2 separate regions of the Triticum aestivum genome follow, and region 1 is linked to region 2. Evidence: chromatin contacts called from public Hi-C data. All regions are on one chromosome and are shown on one strand. The core of a region is the stretch at or near the end of the contact, and the rest is flanking DNA. Distances in the headings are between cores, read along the strand shown.

Region 1 (5,555 bases), core at 464-2,963, 570 kb after region 2:
CATGTACAAGATCAGAAACTGTTGTGCAAACACAACGCAGAAAGTGGATGATTGTTCTGGAGTCTCAAGTGAGCGCTTACCCGCAACGAAATGTAGGACCGCGCGATGCTCCCGGAGGCCGCAAGCGTGCGGGAGGGGGGCGTCGGGTTGGGAACCGCGTTTGGGGCCGGGGCCGGTCTCGGGGACGCCGGCCGCAGGGCACCGGATCGAAGCTCGCGCGAGTTGGAGAGGGAGAATATTTAGTTCTCTTTGGGGCTGCAGCCTAGATCTCGCTGGGGAGAGGAGATGGGGCGGCCGGCCGGTGGCATTCATCCAAATCCGCCAGGGAGCCCTTGGCCGTGCGCCTCTAGGATCACAGGAGGGGGAGGTTCGCGGCGGCGGCGGAGGAGAGGAGGCGCCGGAGCTTGGGGCAGCCGCGGGAGCATGGGCGGGCCGCCATGGGAGGGTTTAAGGGGACGAGCGGCGAGGAAGAAGACAAGGGCAAAAGGAAAAAAGATCGAATAATGGAAAGGCTAACTTTTTTTTTTGAGGGAATGGCAAAAGGCTGACGAAAAGGCAAAGCGCTCTGTCCCCCACAGGCCCGCAGCCGAAAGATTCCGAGTTCTGGGCCAGTGGAACTGGGTAAACCTGGCCCAACAATAACAGCCCATGAGACTAGTGTTAAGTGTTAATGCCGAGCGGCCCGTCACAGGAAGCAAAAGCACTGGGGTGGTGGCTGATCGGCGACGGGAGGGAATGGCGACGGAGTTGGACTCCGGTGGCGGCTCGAAGAGGCGGCGGACGGGCGAGGGAGGGGAGCGAGCGCATCCAGGCGCGGGGGCGGCGGCGGAGGACCGTATTTCGTCGCTGCCGGAGGCGCTGCGGCTGCACATCCTCGGCCTCCTCCCGTTCAAATCCGCCGTTCGCACGGGCGCGCTCTCCACCGGGTGGCGCGCGCTCTGGGCGCACCGCTGGCCGGCGCCCTCATCGCTCGACCTCCGACTCAAGACCCACGCGCCCCCGGCGCCGATCCTCGAGTCCCTGGAGCGGCGCGGCCGGCGGCGCCTCGACCGGCTCTCCCTGACGTTCCAGATCGGCAAGGGGGACCTCGAGCCCGACGGCGTCCACCGGATCCTGGACTACGCCGCCGACCTCCACGTGGACTTCGCCCACCGGGCCCTGGGCTTCATTTTCAAGCTCCGCCTCCCGCGGGGCGACGCCCACCTCACGCGCCTCACCGTCGGCGGCATCCGCGTCGGCCTCTCCAAGCCCTTCTGCGCCCGCTCCCACACCTTCTCCGTCCTCGAGGTCATCTACCTCGACGGCGTCACGCTCTCCGACCACACCGTCGAGAACCTGGTCGCCGCGTGCCCCCTCCTCCGCACCCTCGACCTGCGCTACTGCGACGGCCTCGATTTCGTCAACCTCGAGGCCGCCGGGCCGCACCTGAGGAGCCTCACCGTCGCGGAGTGCGGAGGGGTGAGAGACATTTGTACCATGGAGGCGCCCAGCCTTCGCTCCTTCCGCTACAGCGGCTCCTACATCCGCGCCCTGACAATCCCTGCCACCTGCGCGCTCGCCGACCTTTACCTATGCTTCGGCGGACCTGCCGGTCGCCTCCGGCCTCTCGGCACCCCACTCTGTTTCGATTTTGCTTGGCCTGCAGGGGTGCCAAGAAATTGGCTTCAGGCACTCACCAACCTCTCAAGCCTCACCGTGCTTACCCTCTGCAGCAGTGCCCTGCGGGTTCGTTGCTTACTGCATTCCATTCCATTCCATCGATTTAATTGCATTACTCAGCTACTCATTGGTCATAGACTTCTTTGCAGAGAGTGTCTGCCAAGGCTCGTGAGAGATCACTAACCAAAAGTGGTGCCGCGTCGTGCAAATTGAGGAATTTGAGAGAGCTGCAGCTGCTGATGTTTGCAATGTACAACAGCAGCCTGGATGACATTTACGTTTTCATGGTGGCCTGCTGCCCCCCTCTTTTAGAGAGGCTGTTTGTGCAGGTGAAGATACTAGAGTGCAAGATGACCTTGGTTGCTAAACAGATTGCACTATGGCCATTAGGGATGCATTTATTTAATACACATTGTACGACATGGATTTTTAGGACATGGTTCCACGCGAGGATCATATCTGGACCATTAGTTTTGCCTTTAAGATCTGTGATTAATATAGCATTTAATAAATACGAGATATATACATCATGGATATACAACAGATACCAAAATGAATACATTATAGTGGGCCAGGACACTTTAGTGCTAACAAATGTGTCGCAGGCAACTCTGTCACATTTCCACCTACCACTCTCAGTCTCATGCGTCTCTCTTTCCCGTGGTCGTCACATGTAAACTGTACTGATGTGTTCGTGAGCGTGTGGCTGATTCATTATGAGACGTTTAAGGAAACAAAACAGTAACAGAAGCAGCTAACCATCATACATTATGTGCGAACTATTACATTTGGCAACAATTAAGATAAACGGGAGGTAGCTGGTATATTTCATGCGACATATTATGTTTAGTACGAGCAACTTAATTAGTGCACTACAACTTAAAATGGATTAGTATATTTTTTTATTACTTCTCTAGCCTAGCTAGGATCCTCGGACAGAACAACATCTCCAAATCGTCAGTACTACTCCCATTCTCAATGGTTTACTCTCACACATGGCAGCTCGAGATTAGGAATTTTGCTAAAGAAACACAATACAGCTGCATTCAGATCTTCCATATCTGTGTGCTAGAGGTGCTAGAGGAGCTGGTGAACTGCTGTGAGACACTGAGCCATTGGTAGAATGGAGACTTCCCCTTTCATGCATGGAACGAGAGACAGAGAGAGAGAGAGAGAGAGAGAGTCTACATCTCCATTTTGTTTCTAAAAGAAGCTCCACAAATAGTATAAAATGTTTTTAGTAACTTTAAGATGATAAGTTCAGTTGGGAATAACTGATTTTTTGTTTGGTAATCTTCATACTACAAATACCAAAACACTTATTATAATAAACAAATTATACCGCATGGTACATGGAAAAAACATTCCGCACAATAGTACAATTTCAGGTTTAGTAATCTTCATAAACAAGTAAAGTGACAAAGTGGTAGTGTGAAATTTTTGCGTGGCCATACAAATTCTGGAGCTACAACGACTAGATGCTGAAAGTCAAGGATGCGTGAGGGTTGGCAGCTCGCTGGTTTAATGCGTGAGGGTTGGCAGCTCGCTGGTTTAATGCGTGAGGGCTCGGTTCAATGCCCCTCCCCTGCCTTGCATGCCATTTACTGTGCAAAATACACGGCAACACCGAGTGGTTATACGAGTGGTTAAAATCCTTATACGGCTCACGCGTATTCAAACTGCACGAATCACGCGAGGACATGCGGTGTGGATACCAGACGCGCGTGGCCGCATGTCCACTCGCGATTATTCGCACATTGTATTGTATACTTTCTCTTGCTGTGCTTTACTTCTTCCTAATGCTTACTATGCTCTGTTGCAGCTTCCAACAAATAGTCACTATTATAGACTGGGCTCAGAACCATCAGAATCAGAGGAAGAGCTACTAGAGGAAAATGGGCCAGTGGAGGAGCTGCGGGGAGAAGAGGCACCTGAGGAAAATGGGCCAGAGGAAGAGCTACCAGAAGAGGAAGATGAGCTTCAGGAGGAGCTACTAGAGGGAGAGCTGGCAGAAGAGGAAGATGAGCTTCAAGACAAGCTGCCAGAGGGAGAGCTATCAGAAGAGGAAGATGAGCTTCAAGACGAGCTGCCAGAGGGAGAGCTATCAGAAGAGGAAGATGAGCTTCAAGACGAGCTGCCAGAGGGAGAGCTATCAGAAGAGGAAGATGAGCTTCGAGACGAGCTGCCAGAGGGAGAGGCGTCGGAGGAAAATCAGTCAGAGGAAGACTGGTCAGATGAAGAGCTATCTGATGGAGGGCAATCAGAGGAAGAGCCAGTAGAGGGTTGCCTTGAGAACCTTAAGTTGCTCAAGATGACGAATTTCAAGGGGGGTGACAATGAGATGAGGCTACTAAGATTTGTGTTGAGGAACTCTACTAGTCTCAACCAACTGCTGCTATTTACATCGAAGAGTGATCGACCAGAGTGGCTCCAGAAGGATTATCTGGATACATCCGATATTCTTGAAACAAAAATATTGCCTCTCCAAAAAGCCCTACCAAATTGCCAGATAATTCTCGGTGAGTCTGATGGTGATGCAATTCAGGCATTTCATCGGGAGGCCTTTGTCGACGTCTAGTTAGTTTTTCGCTAGCATAGTCTTACAAAATAATTTGAAATATCAAAGGCTAGCAACTGCTGGGCAAGATATGCATGGTTCGGTGTTTCTGTATTCCGTGAAGGATTATGGATAACTGGTGTAGTCTTATACTCTGCAGTCTGCACTCTGCACCTTAGCTATCTGAAATATCACTTTTTACTTCCATGTCTATTAATGTTATTGCCTTGCTGGTGTTTTCTACAAACATACTGACTTGAGTACAACAGCTGAACAAGAAAGTCTTGCAAATACTCTAGAATACTGAGACTTGTATGCGCTATATTTGTACTCTTCAATCTTCATGTAGCAGTAGTATACTGATATTATCGGTTTTTGCAGCGTTACTTTTTTCCTTGTCAATTGCCATTGTCCCTTTCTTTTTACTAATATTAACGGGTCGCTCCCTTTAGGCTTGAAGATTAAATGATTATTGTGTTGAAGTCATAAGAAAACCTGATTATGAACAGAAATCAACTTGAATTGGGCCCGGAAACTGTCAGTCAAAAATATTCTTTCTGAAATTTGACTTGTCAGCCACTTTGAATCTGGACAATGGTCCAGTTTTTGTCAATACTTTCCCCATCAATTCAGCTCAGCCTGGCCGGTGGCCACTAGTGCTATTTTCGATCGTGTGGTACAAGATAGGATGGTGGTAGCACTCAGTCGCAATGCAATCTGACTGACTGAAGATAGGATAGTGGTAGCACCCACAGTCTGACTGAAGGATGACACAACTGAAAACCTATGGCTATTAGCTCAGTCGCAATGCAATCTTCACTGGAGGATGATACGATTGTGACTGACAAAGAAGAGTCGTGTGGAGTGTATCATGCATGATCCGCCCAGAAAATGACTCGAGGCTATGTATAACCCCATCCCCTCTCTCCCCTCCCCCTCTGAACTTCAAGTGAACAGTAGTAACCAAACACATACCCAAGCACAGAAATAACAGAATGGCTGCGTCCGACGAGACGCCGATGGTGCAAGACCTGGCGTCGGCCGGCGTCAAGGAGCCGCCGAGCTGGTGTTTCCTACTACAAATAAACTGACCTGAGTACAATAACTGAACAAGATAGTCTTGAAAACACTGTAGAATGCCGAGACTTGTACTCCATGTGTTATCTTTGTGCTCTTCAAACTTCATGTAGCAGTATTATACAAATACTTTAATCTGTTGGAATGGCAGCGTTGTTGCAGCGTTACATTTTTCCTTGTCAATTGTCAAAATCCTCTTACTTACTTGATATTAACGGGTCACTCCCTTCAGGCTTGAAGATTACTAAATGATTATTGTGCT
Region 2 (5,079 bases), core at 952-3,451:
TACATGTAAGCTTTAACAGGAAATGGATGAAAATTATCTGAAACACTCCATGAATATAAATCAATTCAAAAATGAACAGCCAACACACGGAACTTCAGTAACCATAATGAAAGAGGTCGCTTTCAAAAAAAGCTTTTACAAAAGATGCCCTTGCCTTCAGAAAAGTCAAAATAAAAAGCAACAGTTCATTTATATAACCATAATTAGAGAGGTCGCTCTCAAAACTACCAAGTGTATGACTGAACGAGAGAGGATAACAAAGAAGAGGATGGATTGATGGGTGTGACCAGACTACCAGAGAGGGTAGGATCTGAAATCATCCTCTGATCCTCAGACAGACTACTGACCTGGTCCTGGTACATAAGTACATGATGTTGAGACTTGGGATCAATTCTAGGGAAAGTTTCTTGACTTATTTCGGTATGATTGCTCTTCTTTACATAATAGACAGTCCTTGCTAAATGCTAATTATGAAGCTAAACAGAATCCTGACAATGTATATGAACAACAGCTGAGCTTATCCTGGTCTATGACACAGAGTCTGAGCTCATGACTGGGGGAAAAAACTTTGGTCATCTCCCCTCTTCACAAAATACAGTCCTTGGTAATTTCGATACCAAAAAGAACCCAATTGGTACGGAAGCATGGACCTATGTAATACTACGATAACTTGAACCAACTAGTGATAGAATTGGAGTCCTTGACTGCCATGGTTAGCCCATGAAGAGGGGTAGGTGATTCCTCAAACGGAACACAGAACAGTAAGCAATCAACACTATATACTCCCTCCGTCCCACAATATAAGATTGTTTTTCAAGCTATGTTTGCTTGAAAAACGATCTTATAGTGTGGGATGGAGGGAGTACATGACAAAAGAAGTGTTCTTTTTGCTATCAAGTGTGTAACTCTAGAGGACGTGTGAAGAATCAGCATAGGTGGACTTTAACCAGTATCTAGAGGGTGTTTCATCATTCCATCAACTTCAGCACGCAAAATCAAACAACAAAAACGCAGTCATCTAACCTAAACAAACTCACTGAGGAGTATCACAATTGAGGGAAAAGTGGTACCTTTTTCGGTGTCAAGCAAGAGGATATAATCAGGCATCACACATTCACCAGACAGGTTTCTCCTTTCTCTCATAAATAGTTCATCATTTATTTAACTATCCATTACTCAGTGAACAGAGGTGGTTTCCCCGCCCTCTGTGCCTAGACCATACAACACACCAGCATATTTCTCAGTTAATCCGCCGAAGTATGACTCCTTGAGCTTGTTGAAGGAGAGCGCGGTGAGCAGAGAATCGGAGCCCGCCTGATGGCAGATCCCGACCCGCTCGACGTCGAGCAGCTCAGCGAGCTTGTTCAGCCCGCCGTGGAGGCTATTGCAGAATCTCATCAGGTGTTTGATGTCGTAGATCACGGGGAAGTAAATCCTGATGAGGTCGAAGAATCCGGAGCTGGTGTCCGGCAGGTTGGAGCCCGTGAGCAGCTTGAGCAAGTAGCCGAAGTCGTAGCCGCTGTGGAAGGTGACCCAGTGGATCTCGGCGTTGAGGACGACGCCGGAGGACATGAGCAGCTCGGCGAAGCGGCGCGAGTCGGCCCCCTCGGCGGCGTGGCGGGCGAAGTCGATCCCGCTGCGGCGCAGCAGGTCGATGGAGTCCGCGGCGGCGACGTCGGTGCGCGGGTCGAAGCCCCGGAAGTTGAACTGCCAGACGCAGGGGCGGCCGTCCGGGCCGAGGGCGGGGAGGCCGCCGCGCTCGTCGGAGAAGGTGAGGCCGAGCTGGATGAGCTTGAGCATGTCGACGTTGGCCTTGAGCGTGGCGTAGTTGAAGTCGGCGTTGGACTTGAAGGTGCCGAGCGGGCGGCAGACGACGCCGGGGAACTCGGTGTCCATGGCGACGTAGGGGTAGTCGTCGACGATCTCCCGGATCACGGCGAACTCGGCCTCGAGGTTCTCCGCCCACACCTCGCGGATCTCCACCCCGTCGGGCTTCTCTACGGTCGGCGTCGCCATCGGGTGCCGGGCATCAAAGATTCGAACTTCTCCTCCCCTCTCCTTCCTGGAAGCCTCGGAGCTGGGTGGCGCGGCGGAGCGGGAGGCGGCGGGGCCCACGGGCGAGCGGCGAGGGGCGGCGGGGCTCCCGTGGGCGGGGAGGTGGGGGCGGGGCGGGAGGAGGAGATCCAGGGGAGGGGAGGGGGGAGGAGCGTGGGATTGGGGATTCGGGGGAAGAAGAGGGGAGGGGGGAACGCGACGCGAATGGGGAAAGTGGGTGACGTGCGCCGCCCGGGTCGGATTGGTGCCACGTGGCGGGGCCCGCAAATAGTGGGTCCCGTGGCATGATTGCCGGCCGACAGGGGCGCCTTCCTGGGTGGCTGCCCGGTGGGGCTCGCGGGCCCAAATTTTGTGTGGAGGTGAGGACGGCACGTCAGGTCAGGACTGGATTGGAAGAACCAGCAAGGAAAACAAGGGCAAGCGTGGATGAACAATTTGGTTTTGTTTTGCCTCTTCGGCTCTTCCAGTCAGGAGGGTTTTCTTTGACTTGGGTTTGGTCAATGCAAGTCTTCATTTTTCTACGCTTTTCTTTAGTCTTCTTCTTTTTCTTCACATGAAAAATATCCGTGGTTTGCAACGAAGATATTGACATGGGAGTAAAAATAGGCTAGACTTAGAAAAGAATAAAAATAGACTGTCGCGGTGAAAAGATACACTACGGTAATGAAACCCGACTCTTGTGAAAAAAAAGATCCTATGGCACTAAAAACGGACCGCCGCTGCGGAGAAGTACAACCATGGCAATGAAACATGTTTCTCATGGAAGAAAAATATGCCATGCTAGCAAAAATGCAACGCCACGAGACACACAAAAAAATAGCTCTAGGTAATTTAGTTTCCATGTCAATCATCAACTATCATGAAAGTAAGAGTAAGATATATTGTATTGAACCAGGATATTAAACCAAAGTCAAAGGTGCGGGTTCACACATCACAGCATTTTGCACCAAATAGTGATATTGGTCTATCATCCTTGTAAAGTCATCTCAAACGGCTAACCGCAAATTTTCTCTCGCATCCGTCCGCGGACAGGGATAGACGAGTCCGCGGACACAGATGCGGGATGACAACATCCAATGCTAGCCGCATGCATTGGACATTCCTCATTTTTTTCAAGTCTACACGATCAAATAGCCGCATGCAAAGGGTACACACGTACAAATAGTCGCATGCAACACTAGTTCAAATTTTAAAAAGTTTAAATATTACATCCCAACATTGTTGTCCCCTTTAACCGTCCGTTGATGGTCAACCAGATCTTCCTTCAGCTGCTCGTGAGTTGGCTGATGCCAAATTTGTTGATGCATTTGAATAGACTCTTCAAATGTGGTTGTATTCTGGTTCAGAAGTTGGATAGGATCACCCATGTTCTCAAATTCCAGAGCTGCGGGAACATCATCACCCTCATCCTCGACGATCATGTTGTGCATGATCACACAACATGTCATCACCACTCACAAGGTTTTCAAATACCGTTGTTTAGCAGGTCCACAAACAACTGCAAAACGGCCCTGTAGAACTTCAAATGCCCTCTCAACATCCTTTCTAGTTGCTTCTTGTCTTTGGGCAAAGTGGATCTTTTTCTGGCCAACTGGGTTTGAGCCTATGTCCCTAGTGAGCCTCTACTTGACTAGCTCGTTGATCAAAGATGATTAAGGTTTTCTAACCATGGACATGACCCATCCGTTAACTTAGCATATTGATCGTTCAGTTTTATTGCTATTGCTTTCTTCATGTCATATACATATTCCTTTGACTATGAGATTATGCAACTCCCGGACACCGGAGAAATACCTTGTGTGTTATCAAACGTCACAACATAACTGGATGATTATAAAGATGCTCTACAGGTATCTCCAAAGGTGTTTGTTGGGTTGGCATAGATCAAGATTAGGATTTGTCACTCCGAGTATTGGTGAGGTATCTATGGGCCCTCTCGGTAATACACGTCATAAGAAGCCTTGCAAGCAATGTGACAAATGAGTTAGTTGCGGGATGATGTATGCCGCCGAAGTATCCAAACTAAAGCGGAGGCTGGAGCAGGCCGATGAAGAGCTCATCCGCACCAACAAACGATTGGAGGAGAAGCAAGGTATGTGATACCTATTCACATCTGAAATGATATTATCTTGCTGAGTTTTGTAATTATTCTTACAGTTGACACGTCTGAGGTCAAGACCCTCAAGAATGGGCTAGCCGAAGCCAAGAAGGAGGTGGATGAGGAATGAGCCACCCGCCAAAAGCATGAATCAAGGGTAGAGGAAGTTCAACAAGAGCTCCGGGATGCCATAAGTGAATGTGAGTCCTTGGAGCGCAAGAGTACGGATCAAGATGTCAAACTTGCTAAGGCCCTCCAAAGTGCGTAGGAGCCCTGGGTTGAAGCCCAAGGCGCCTGCCGGGAGATTCAAGAGGCCAAGAAGATCGCGGCGGATAAGGCCTTTAATATGCAGAGCAAATTTGTGAGGAGAAGGTACCTCTTACTGACCCGGGTTTGGAGTTCTCCACGAGCGTTTGCGGATCTGCCCTGGAGTATTGCTGATGCCGCGGAGTTCTTCCGAGCCGAAGAGGGGAGCTCGACGGAGAAGCTGTTCTAGTCGCAGTACCTTGCGCCAGAGCATCTGGTGCCCCTCAGCGATCAGCTGAAACAGTTGACCGAACTGCATAGGGTGGCCGGATTAGCTATGAGGGATATTATAATCTGTCTCTGGCCCGCGGAGCCCATACTTGGCAGCTACTTCGGGCTCGTGAAGCGGCTAGTCAGTGCCTGCCCCCGGTTGGATGCCATAAAGCGGTCGGTCTGTATCAAAGGTGCCCGGATGGCCTTCGCCCGTGTCAAGGTACAGTGGGCGGAGATGAACGTCGTCAAGCTGGCAACTGGGGAACCGCCCGCAAGCAAGGAGCACCGCACGCTGGAGCGATATTTTGATGAAGTCTTGGAAGGTTCCCGCACTGTAGAGGGCCAGTGTTCGAAGGACATTATTTTCGAATGAATGTATCTGTGTTGCCCGAACTTTGTATTATGAA

Evidence for each region. A called contact is a pair of places that touch in the nucleus more often than the background predicts.
Region 1: a Hi-C map of leaf shows a contact between it and region 2, with 2.9 times the contacts expected there. The contact joins the promoter of LOC123103883 here to the promoter of LOC123103880 in region 2. A contact is called at or near these places in 3 of 5 Hi-C or Micro-C datasets (all in leaf).

The regions. Positions count from the first base shown.
Region 1 is chr5A:442,454,291-442,459,845 of IWGSC CS RefSeq v2.1, forward strand. It overlaps LOC123103883 (endoribonuclease Dicer homolog 4), which reads right to left and starts at 1,714. Exons shown (of 6, transcript XM_044525579.1): 1 at 1,570-1,714. It also overlaps the pseudogene LOC123103885.
Region 2 is chr5A:441,882,636-441,887,714 of IWGSC CS RefSeq v2.1, forward strand. LOC123103880 (probable CCR4-associated factor 1 homolog 7) reads right to left here and starts at 2,202. Exons shown (of 1, transcript XM_044525573.1): 1 at 1,072-2,202. The coding sequence starts at 2,016. The coding sequence ends at 1,177.